Regions from separate parts of the Macaca mulatta genome. Here region 1 is linked to region 2. The links are chromatin contacts, called in public Hi-C maps. All regions are on one chromosome and are shown on one strand. The core of a region is the stretch at or near the end of the contact, and the rest is flanking DNA. Distances in the headings are between cores, read along the strand shown.

Evidence for each region. A called contact is a pair of places that touch in the nucleus more often than the background predicts.
Region 1: a contact with region 2 is called in a Hi-C map of blood, with 4 times the contacts expected there. The contact joins the promoter of PCK2 here to the promoter of CARMIL3 in region 2. A contact is called at or near these places in 5 of 14 Hi-C or Micro-C datasets (CD4 T cells, blood, fetal cortex germinal zone and 2 more).

The regions. Positions count from the first base shown.
Region 1 is chr7:97,204,417-97,210,219 of T2T-MMU8v2.0, reverse strand. It overlaps PCK2 (phosphoenolpyruvate carboxykinase 2, mitochondrial), which reads right to left and starts at 1,936. Exons shown (of 10, transcript NM_001265937.2): 1 at 1,819-1,936. The coding sequence starts at 1,847. All of the region lies in intron 1 of NRL (neural retina leucine zipper), which reads left to right.
Region 2 is chr7:97,162,197-97,168,062 of T2T-MMU8v2.0, reverse strand. It overlaps CARMIL3 (capping protein regulator and myosin 1 linker 3), which reads right to left and starts at 2,528. Exons shown (of 40, transcript XR_013396131.1): 1 at 1,942-2,528; 2 at 336-430; 3 at 1-48. It overlaps DHRS4L1 (dehydrogenase/reductase (SDR family) member 4 like 1), which reads right to left. Exons shown (of 5, transcript NM_001277870.2): 3 at 5,358-5,492; 4 at 4,833-4,888; 5 at 2,776-3,301. The coding sequence ends at 3,187. The region is part of intron 1 of LOC144330191 (a long non-coding RNA gene); the gene reads left to right.

The sequences.
Region 1 (5,803 bases), core at 687-3,186, 43 kb before region 2:
TCTGTCTCAAAAAAAAAAAAAAAAAAAAAAAGAGTAGGGGCCTTTGGCTCAAGTGTCAAGAAGCTGGGCCCAGGTGACAACTTCATATGTCTGGTGTTTGAAGCCTCATCCATTTTATTTCCATTTTCGAGTATAGTTTTTTATAAGTTAAAATGGCAACTGTTTTTATTCTTTCCTTCTGGTGTGTATGCTGTAAGACTATGAAAGCCCCAAGCAAAGGTCCCAGTCTTTGCAGTGCCAGGTTTCTAGATGAGGACTCTTGCACAGAGAATAGGTGACTGGATGCTGGGCTTCCAGGCCCTGATCTGCTGCTGCCCACTTGGACCAACAATGATTGCGTAAAATGTTGCCCTCGGGTAAGTATTTTTGAACTGTGCGGAAGGTTGACCACTGGGGAATGAGTGTCACTGGCTGGAGTTCATGGGCTTAATTCTTAGGAGGTCAGCGTCCTATTGTCTGTCCTCTCATGGCCCTGGGGGAGAGAGAAGCAAGGTCTGCTCTGATTGGCCTGGACCCAAGGTGGAGTAAGCCTGAGAGAGCAAAGGCCATGAGAAGGATGTTACTCTCCTCCTCTACCAAGGCCTCGCCCATCAGAAACTGCCCCCACACCCAGGACCGCTGACTCCGTACTTCCCCTGGCTCTCCTTCCTAGAGGCCACATGCCTAGAGAGCTTTGGTGTTGGTGGGAGGGTGAAACAGCAGCCTGCTGGCAGCTGGGACTCAGAGGGTGTTAGCCTGGGGAAGGGAGAAAGCTCAGAGCATGGATGCGGGAGCTTGAGTCTGGCTGGGGTAGAAGCTGGGGTGGTTTCCGCTAAAGCAGGATAGATGAACAGTGTGGCCCCAGGGGCAGGGGAGGAGGGCTACTGGGACCTGGGTCTGTTCCTGCCTCAGAGGGAAGTTCTCCCTGAGCATTAATCTTCAAGACACACATCCTTGAGGAGAGCCTCTCTCCAGTTGGAGCCTCGCTCACGTTCTCTCTTGTGAAGCCCCCACACCCTCCTACAGCCCCCTAAGTGGGACCTTTCCTTCAAAGACTACCCACAAGGGCTGCCCACGTGGAACGGGCTGTGCGAGAGATGTGGGTCACTTCCGACTCTGAGACAAAAGCTGAGAAGAGAGGCCTCAGAGAATAAATAGAAAGGAGACTAAGAGGAGGAGCAGACGAACAGGACGAGCCTGGGGGCTCCAGGCCTGGACAGAGGAAGAAGCCAGCTATGTAAGAAACGAAGGCAACTTGGCACCCTCCTCCCACCTTGCTTGCCTCCCTCTCCTGGCCCCAGGTCCCTCGGGCTGCCCTGGACTTCCCGCCAGGTTCCAGTCCTTCCAGTCCGGGAAAGGCCGGGAATGGATGTTTAACCTTCCATCTTCTTTAAGGGGTCTGAGCTCAGTCTCCCGGGGCTCACGTACCCTTGTCCCCAGGGCCCTGCTGCCTCTCGAAGTACCCTGGGGCGCTGGCTGGGAGCCCGGTAGAGGTCCGAGGGAGGTATCTGGGAAGGAAAGGAGGATATGCGGAGACCCGACTCAGCAGAGACGAGCGAGGAGGGAGAGGAAGTTCTGAGAGTGACAGACAGAGATCGCGCGGTCGGAGGCGAGCGAGGCAGAGAAGGGGAGGTGCGGGCGGAAACGAGGAGCACCGGCCGGCTGCCCTCCCAAGAGACGCACGGCGCGGGAGGCTGGACCCACAGCAGTCGCCCCTGCCCGCCTCCGCCTAGGACGGGAAACCTGGCGGAGGCTGAGAGCAGGGGAGCGCCACTGGCAGCCCCGAGGGGGCGAGCGCAGCGGAAGGTGCGGGTGGGCCCCGGGCCGGGGGTCACTCACCGCAGGCCGGGGCGGTACAATGCGGCCATGGCACCTGGGCAGGGGCTGCGGGGTGGCCACGGAACCGAGCGGAGCCGGGGAGATATGGAAGGCGGGGAAGAAGGGAGCGCGGCGAAGCGAGCCACAGCAGAGGCTGGCGGGAGGCGCTTAAAAAGGAGGGGGGCAGGCGCGGGGGCGGAACCTGGTAGGGCTGGCGCGAGATTTCCTCCGCCCTGCCAGCAGGCTGGCTCCCTCGGCCTTGGGGCTCCAGGCCCCAGGTCGGCCCAGCCACCGCCCCAACCTCTGCCTCCCAACCGCCAAACCCACCTCTCCCATTGGAGGACTGGGTCCACCCTTCGGCCCCCGACTTCGAGGTCCCGCCCCCATCCGCCACCGCCCTACCCGCCGCACATGATGTAACTTTGAGGACTCTTGCTCCCCGGAGAGACACTAGGTGGCAAACAAGCTAGGAACGAGGGGCGAGGCCAGGGGCGGGAGGCCAAAGGGCCAGACGTCTAGAAGTTAGGGGGTTGGGCATTGCCTTTTCAGTTCCTCCTCCTAGGGACCCGAAGCCCTGAGCCCTGGGCCTTTCTGTATTCCAAGTGCCCAATGCCAAGGTCCACTTAGTTCCCAACTCCTAAATCCCCGCTTCTCCTCCTGATCAAGGCTCCTTTCTGTCTTACTGTGAAATGGTGGAGTCTCTCCACCCCTGAGTCTCTTCCTTGGTCCTCTGATCTGGTCATTCTCCTGCCCTGGCACACACCCCACCCCCAACGGAGTCTTACTCTGTCACCCAGGCTGGAGTGCAGTGGTGGATCTCGGCTCACTGCACACTCCGCCTCCTGGGTTCAAGCAATTATCCTGCCTCAACCACCAGAGTAGCTGGGATTACAGGCGCCCGCCACCACACGCGGCTAATTTTTTGTATTTTTTGTAGAGATGGGGTTTCTCCATGTTGGCCAAGCTGGTCTCCAACTCCTGACCTCGTGATCCACCCGCCTCAGCCTCCCAAAGTGCTGGGATTACTGGTGTGAGCCACCACGCCCGGCGTGGTCATTCTTTCTCTCCACAATCCAATGAGGAAATGCATCTGCTCACCCAGCTACCACCGTAAGGTCCTCAGGTGATTTCTCAAGCTGTATCTCCATTCAGACATCTCTCTCCAACCTGAGACCACTGGATATCACCCACAATGCTATATAGCACCTCAAACTCAGCTTACCTATGATGGGTGTCTGCTCAGCATCCACTCCTCCTTTCTGGTAATAGCACTCTGATTTTCTTCTGGGGAACCATCCCCTCAGTCTGTATTGTCATGTGGGTCTTATGTCACCCCTCTTGGGGGTAGGCTTGCAGTTTAGCCAACTTTTGTGTTCCTCACTCTGGCCACAGCAATCAGGGATGTTCAAGGATGGGCATGAGATCCCTCTCCGGGACTTTTTCTGAAAACTTTGGAAGTGAGCTATTTCTGCTGAGTTGCTGAGCTGGTAGAATATAAACCTGGAGCTGCTGGGTATTAGCTTGGCACTGCAAAGCAGGAACCTGTCTAAGAAGCCAGCCTAGAGGAAGCACAGCAGGGAGATGGCAAGCAATGGATTCCTGATTTCAGTTATAGGAATCGATGCATTTCTTTTCTTGCTCAAGCTAATTTTAATTGGAGTTCTGCCACTTGCAACAGAAACAATCTTGATTCTCAGATTTTTTGGTGTTCTATGCTGGAACATAGTGGGATAATGAGAGCTAGTCTCCAGCTATGGGCTTGCTGCTGGTCCCCGTCTCTTCCTCCTCAGGCTGTAGCCTATACTCAACCTCAGGTATATGTATTTGGATCTCTTTCCCCCAGTCCGTAGATCCAAACTCTGTCCACACTTACCCAGCTGCAAACAGATGCCTCTTGGCCACCCTTTGGGCCTAAAGGTGTGCACACTGGTGGCAGCATGGTTGACCTGAAGGTCATCTTGTTCTCCATAATCCTGCACTTGCTCTCATGGTTTCCTACCTCAGCAAATGGCACCATCATCTGTCCAATTGCCCCAAAGGGAATCAGTCTAGACTATTCTTATCCTCCATAGCTAATCAGATGCCAGGACCTTTGGATCTGTACTTCTCAATTAGCTCTCAAGTCTGTAACTATCCCCATGGCCAGGGCCTTAGTTCAGGGCGTATCTCTCACCTGGCTTCAGGTGATAGCTTCTTTTTTTTTTTTTTGAGACGGAGTCTCACTGTGTCGCCCAGGCTGGAGTGCAGTTGCCGGATCTCCGCTCACTGCAAGCTCCGCCTCCCGGGTTCACGCCATTCTCCTGCCTCAGCCTCCCGAGTAGCTGGGACTACAGGCGCCTGCCACCTTGCCCAGCTAGTTTTTTGTATTTTTTTAGTAGAGAGGGGGTTTCACCGTGTTAGCCAGGATGGTCTTGATCTCCTGACCTCGTGATCCGCCTGTCTCGGCCTCCCAAAGTGCTGGGATTACAGGCTTGAGCCACCGCGCCCGGCCTCAGGTGATAGCTTCTAAGGCACTTCTTGGACTCCTGCCTCTCCAAACACCAACCCCTCTCCCAACCAAGCGACTCCCCACACTGTGCATGCAAATCCACTTGGAAAGTGAAGAGAGAAGAATAATGTTTATGGTATGGACAGTAAGTGCCAGGCTCTGTGTCAGCAACTCTGCATGCATAATCTCATTCCGTTTCACAACTATATTTTACACATGTGGACACAGGCTTAAAGAGTCATTTGCTCAAAGTCACACAACTGGTTAGAAGGAGAAATGGAATCTGAATCCAGATCTTTCTGACTAATTACCAAGTCCCCCTCTCCCTGTAAATCCTATACTGTCCCCTTGATTTACCATTAAAAATTAGATCATATCACTCTTAGGCTTAAAATCTCTTCAAGGCTCTTTCCGTCACATGATATCTTATGTCCTTCATAATCTGACTCCTATTTATCTAATGTTGTCACCCCCACATCCCCACTTGCCTCCTTTTCTCCTACGTATTGAACTCTGAAGTTTCCAGAGCACTTCTGTGAACTTTTTCTGGACATCTGCACTCAAATTAAACACACACCAGCCTGGCCAACATGGTGAAACCCTGTCTCTACTAAAAATACAAAAATTAGCTCGGTGTGGTGGCACACGCCTGTAGTCCCAGCTACTCAGGAGGCTGAGGCAGGAGAATTGCTTGAACCCGGGAGGCAGAGGTTGCAGTGAGCCAAGATCGCACCACTGCATTCCAGCCTGGGCGACAGAGCAAGACTGTGTCTCACACACACACACACACACACACACACACACACACACACACACACACGCCTTTTCTGTTCATCCCTTAGAATGAACATCTATTTCATCTGTGTTGCTTCTATCCCATGTATATGCCTATATTTTTGTACTTATCACACTTTACTATACTGTAGTTACTTTTATATCTCTGTAATCCTCACTAGAGTGATGATTTCAGTCTTGTTTTTTTCCTAGTTCCTAGCAGTACCTGGCCTATAATAGGCACTTAATAAAAGTTGGTTGAGGCCGGGCGCGGTGGCTCAAGCCTGTAATCCCAGCACTTTGGGAGGCCGAGACGGGCGGATCACGAGTTCAGGAGATCGAGACCATCCTGGCTAACACGGTGAAACCCCGTCTCTACTAAAATACAAAAAAAAAATTAGCCGGGCGAGGTGGCGGGCGCCTGTACTCCCAGCTACTCGGGAGGCTGAGGCAGGAGAATGGCGTGAACCCGGGAGGCGGGGCTTGCAGTGAGCTGAGATCCGGCCACTGCACTCCAGCCTGGGCAACAGAGCTAGACTCCGTCTCAAAAAAAAAAAAATAAAAATAAAAAAAAAATAAAAGTTGGTTGAATAAAAGAATGAATGAGTGCCATGTTTCTGAATCATTCTTCCTCACCATTACTTTCTTCTCTAGCTTTAGGCAAATGGAGCAAGGGGCTCATGTGCGGATTTCCTTGCACTGCTCATTTCCCGTTATCTGCCACACACTTTTCTTTAGTTCCCT
Region 2 (5,866 bases), core at 1,279-3,778:
GGCTGGGACTTTCAGGGGGAAGAGGTGGAGGCGCCAGGAGGTCAAGGCCTGCAGAGAGAGGAAAAGAATGTCGGCGGTTCATGGCAGCTTCTGGGCCCTAGTGGCCCTGCCCTCCTTAAGCCCTTCAGCTCTGCTCTTGGATTGTCCCCCCAACCCGATGCCCTACCCTAGACTTTTGGACATCAACACAGTCCAGCCCTGCCTCCTCCCCCCAGGTTTTGTCTCTTCAGTGTCCACCCACTTCTGTCTCCTCTGTCCCCCCAGCTCCCTGCCCTCTCCTGGCCAGCTGCCCTTGCCAGCCACCTCCTGCCTCCCCACATGCCCAGTGCCCTCACCAGCACTCGGTCCTCAAACTTCTTGGGTTTTGTCTCCAACTTCACACGATGTTGTTGGAGCACGGCCCCTTGGCTCAGGCACCTCCGGATACTGTCTGAGGGTGAGTGGGAGCCTGCTCAGAGCTTCCCCTTACCCTGGCCACCTCCACCTCCCAGAGCTCTCCAGATAGAGGCAGGGTCAGGGTCAAATGGGATGAGAGAGAAACAGAGAGACAAGGGAGGACAGGGACAGAGGCCTTTCCTGCTTGGGTGACTTTTCACACTCTTTCTTTTTGGCTTTTCTCTTCCTATTAGAGAAGGAGTAGAATATGGAGAAAACTCTGGCTCCTGATGTCCCTGAGTCAGGGGACGGTTGCTGACTGTCTGTGGGAGGGTGTGTCTTACACTTCTAAGGGTGTGAAGAATTTCCAACCCATGCACTACAACAGCCATTGACACATACACAGTGAGTCAGTGTGTGGGGGTGTGGGGTGTCCCTTTGACTATATTCTAGGTGGTCTGGGTGTGAGTGTCTGCCTTTACTATGAGAGTGTGCATGCCTCCTGGAGATGTCAGGGAGTCTGAGTGTGGCATTGGTGGGGACAGGTAAGTGTGAATGAGTATGCTGTGGAAGGGGCACAGAGCCAGACAGTTCCTCCCTGTGTGTTGGGCAGGGAGAAGAATTAACGTTTAAATGAGACCCATACCATCTGCTGGCAGAACCACCCAGATATAGTGTGTGTGTGTGTGTGTGCGCGCGCGCGCGTGTGCTGGGGTGCCATCTCTGTGAAGATGTGTTTACACACGTCTCACGATTGTGCTGTGTGTGTGTGCAGGTGTGGGAGACCGCCACGGTGCAGCATGCCTCTGAGTATCCATGAGCATCCTGCGCTTTGCGTGGGCTAGCCTGTGCTCCCGTCTCTGGGGGTCAGGGTTGTGGCAGTGCTGGGTGGCCGGGCCTGGGTTTGGGCTAGGTCTGAGAACCATGCAAACGGGAGCAGCCTTGATGTGTGGGTGGTGGGTAGCTAGAAGGAGGCAGGCTGGGACGGGGGCTGTGGGAGGCGAGCCGCAGAGACCCTCCTGCTCTTGGTTTTAGCTCCAATCCAGGGCCTCTTCCCTGACTCTCTTCTTTGCCCCACTGGCCTGGGCGCTGCCCAGCTCCTAAGGGGCTCTTCAGGGCCAGTTCCGGGGCGGGGCCGGGAGGAGGGAGGGTGTTAAGCCACGCAGCGGTCAGGACCAGGGGCAGCTCCCATTGCCGGGAGGGGCGGGCTTGGCCCCGCCCGGCGGGGAAGCGGGGACTCTCCGGAGGGGAGACCGGACGCTTCGCCGAAGGTGGGCCAGGAACGCCGAGAGTCAGCCCCAGAGAGCGCCAGGGAACTGCACCTGTCACCGAAGGGCGGGACGGGCGGCTCCGGGACAGGAAGGTCCCGACCGGGTGAGGCGAAGCAGGCAGCGGAGGTGCTCCGGGGACAGCGATGCCCGGACTGGGATGCAGGGGCTGCCTTGGAGCCGGGATGCATGGGGTGAGGGGTGTGAGACACCGGGCTGGGGTGCACCGCGGGGAGGAACGCGCTGGGTCTGGGATGCTCCCGGACGGGGCGTCCCGGAGACCGAGGCAGCCTCGTACCTTGCAACTCGCGGGTGAGCTCCACGCTGGGCTTGGCCATGGCGGCCGCTGTTGCTGAGGCTGCTGCAGAGGAGCCGCCGCCACCGCTGGGGAGCCGCAGCACATGCTAGACCCGGCTTCGGCAGGGCCCAGGCGCTGAGCGCTGCAGCAGCGGCCGAGCCCGCTCGGGTCAGGGGCGGCTGCTTGAGCGCTCCTCCCCCGGCCACGGAGCGCCGGCTCCCCCGCCCCGCCCGGAGAGCTGCCCGACTGAGCATGCGCGACGCGCGGCCGAGCAGCGTGAGACCCCCCGCGCGCGCTCACGCGGACCCCTCTCGCCGGCTCCCGCGTGAGCGGGCCGGTGTGCGTCGCCAGGTGTCCGGGCCTTCGGGGTAGGGGGCAGCGTCCCCGCTTTCCGTCTACTATTCCTCGGGCCAGTGGGCAGAACCCATTTCTTTTGTTTGTGGGCCTGGGCAGCTTGCAGGGCGTTTCTCTATTCCCCACCGGCTCAGGACCTGTTCAGCTTGTCCTTGCTGACTCGGGAGGGAACTCGGGACCTAGGGCCATGCCAGAAGGGGACCTGGCCAGATCTGGGAGGCAAGGGGCGGGGAGATGTTAGAGAGTTCATCCTTCCCCACCCTCGCCCGGCTCGCCCTGCCTCGGGGATCCCCGTGGTGTCCTGGGAGTTCCCGTGCCACCTTCCTTCCAGTTGGCAGCTCTGCAGACACCTCCACCCCTGCACATCACGCTCAGGTCCTGGAGACAGGGAGGAGGGCTGGGGGATCCAGAGATCCAGCCTGGCCAGACTTCTGCTCTCTGCTCAGCTAAGCACCCCACACTGAGAAATGAACACGTGGATTCGATTCAAAGCCCTGCAATCATCTGCATTTTATTTGCACCTCATTTGCAAGTTGTTAATTTGCAACTCTGCTCCTTCCACTCCAGCTTCCTTCTCTCCCATCTCCCCTCAAATTCCCCAGTGGCCCGGGCAAAAAATATCTGTTGGTCTTTGCCAAGGTAGACTCAGCCTTGTCAGCAGACCTGTCCTGTGTTCTCAGGGGAGGCCTTTACCCAAGGCCACAACAACAGCAGGAATCCTGAGTAAGACACCACCTTGACTGCAGGGAAGGCTGCATCTTTTCACAGGGCAGAACTGATTTTATGAGGTGAACAGTAAGGTGAGGAGAGGTGGGAAAGGCCAGTGGATGAATGGAGGAACAGCACCAGGAGCTAGAGCCCAACACTGCCCCATGGGCTGTTTCCAGGTCCTCAGAGGCGGGACGGGGTTCCTCCACCCACCACCACTGTCTCCCCAGTGATGTAGGTGGCATATTCAAAGCACAGGAAAGACAAGATGCCAGCATAATCCTCTGACTCGCCTAACCTGGGGAATAGGGGAAGCAAGAAAGGGAGTAAAAATCAAACAGGTCTGCCTCCCTCACTCGGCCCACAGGGAATGAAATTTGCTTAATCAAGAATTATCAGATGACTTTTCAGGATCAGTGTACAAGCTTTCCGCCTATCAAATAGTGTTACCATGAGGATATGCTGTTATAATTTAGTATGAGCATACTGTACTCTGCAAAAACCATTACCCATAATATTCAAATACTGTAGAAACACACTGTTTTTTAGAGAGCTCAGGACACCAAAATCCAAAGTTATACAGATAAAATAGTAAGCAATTATTTCATACTTCAGAAAAAAAAATGGTTTCACATGTGCACACACTAAAGTATCAGGGAATCTGTGTGACAGTAAATGGTGTGTTTAAAATGATTCCATTTGTACAGGTTCAACTTACAGACAACTTTTTCAGGAATCTATACTTGTCCCTTAAAGTTAGGTTCATTTGGTGAGAATGTGCTAATTCTTATTTTATCAGTGACTGCATAGTTAGGAGACACTTTAATTTGCCTGCCATAGAATGCTCTAGAGGTGGGCAAAGTGAGTAACTCAAACATACAAGGGCTGAATTAATGGTTCTCCATTCTAGCTGTACCTTGCAATCATTTGAGAGGCTTAAACAAACAAACAAAACAAAACAAAAAAACAAAACAAAACAAAAAAAAGAAAAGAAAAGACAAAGAAAAACAAAAGCCCAGATGGTCAAGTCCTACCTTGGACCAATTACAAAAGAATCTCTGGGAGTGGGTGGGGCCTGAGCATCTGCAGTTTAAAAAGCTCCCCAGGTGATTCTAATGTGAATCCAGGATCGAGCTACATGGGCTAGATCAATTCATTGGAGCTCTAGGATGACAATCCCGAATTATTAATGAGTTACAAACTAGGCCTGCAGCTCATGCCTGACATCAGAATGCCTTTGGGAAGATTTGGGATGTCTGGACCAGTACAGAGTTAGGCATTGCTGGCATCTGTCCTCGAAGCCAGAAGATAGAGAGAGGCAGGGAATTTAGAGGAAAGGGAGCCCGACAAAGGTGCTTGAACAGTTCACCCAGCTCACTGGGGAAGAAAGTAACTCCTTAGGCAAGGGGAGTTTGGGGCTTAGTAAAGCTCTTCATTCTTTTCATTTGGATTGTAGATCATCAACCTGAGTTTCATAAACATGTGTCATTATTCAAGGGAACTAAAAATGCATGGTTTTGGTTTTGGTCTTTGGTCTCCATGGATGCTCAGAGGTGGAGGCAATCTCCCAGGTGGAGAAAGGACTCAGGACTTCTCCCAGAGCTCTGCACTGCTGAAACCCCGATGTCTCTGGGTTTACCTTTTGAAAGGGAAGCTGACTTCTTGCTCAGGCCACTGCAGTGAGAGTGTTTATGAATTTGTGGTCTGTGAGGCAGAGGAGAGCCTGCCTGTGTTATCTGTGGGACTGAGACAGTGGACTGTGGGCTGCTAGGGACCAGACCTTTCCATCTTCATGCCTCTTAGGGCCCTTGACCGCATGATGGTTTTACCTTCTGATCTGCAGAGTTTCTTTCATTCTTTCCTCTTTTTCCTTGTCTATCCAGAGCTGCAGGAAGAAGGGAAATGTCTTTATGTTTAAGAAGAGGAAAGCGAAGAACAGAAAGGGAAGAAACTGCCTGTCCTCATGGCAAGAGAGTAAGGATGGACAGACTTCCCTCTTTCACTTCCTATTTCTTTTTCTAGCTCCCAGCTCTCCCCACTGCCGTCATGTGTTTCATTTGTTTCAGGTTCTAGTGATGCATTTTGCTGCATCTCTCCAATTCTCATCCATGTAAGGAGAGAGGAAACAGTGTGAGTAGAGTCTGAATACCTCAGTCTCCACCCTATACCTCAGGAAAGGTTTGATAGGAGTCTGGCTTGGAAAGGGCAGTTGGTACAGAGAGGGAATATGGAAAAGCCCAAGGAAGGAGAATGGAGTGGTTGAGAGTTTAGGAATCAGGTACTGGGCTTCCCTGTCCAAGAAGATGGATGCCTTTCAAGGGGTTCCAGTGGGATGCAGAGCTCCCCTTCCTCACCATCCTGCTGAAGCTGGTCTTGATAAGTCCAGGTGCTAGGCAGTTCACCCTAATGTTCCTTGGGGCTAGCGCTATGGCCAGGGTCTTGGTGAGGCCCAGTAAGGCTGTTTTACTGACACTGTAAGGACTGAAGCCCTGGAGAAAGAAGGGAATGTGTCAGACTCATAGTTTCCAGGTCATTCTTGGTTCTAATTACTAGACAGAAAGGGCAGTGCTCAATAGGGATCTCCTGTAAGGGAGGGGCACAGTTAGGAAACTGTCTTGTGGCTAAACCTCCCCCAGGTTATGGTTTGTGGAGGCAAGGCATCTTGCAGGGCAGGGACTTGGTGTGATTCTAAAAGGGGACACAAACTTCTTTGGGTTATGTAACAGGAGGGGTGGAAAGATGTAGAGTGGAGGATGGGATGGAAGGGGCAGACAAAAGGTTTCTTACAAGAGATGGACTGAAGGCTGCTACAGAGGGCAGGAATACCACTGAGCCACCCCTGGAAAAAGAAGAGAGCTGACCC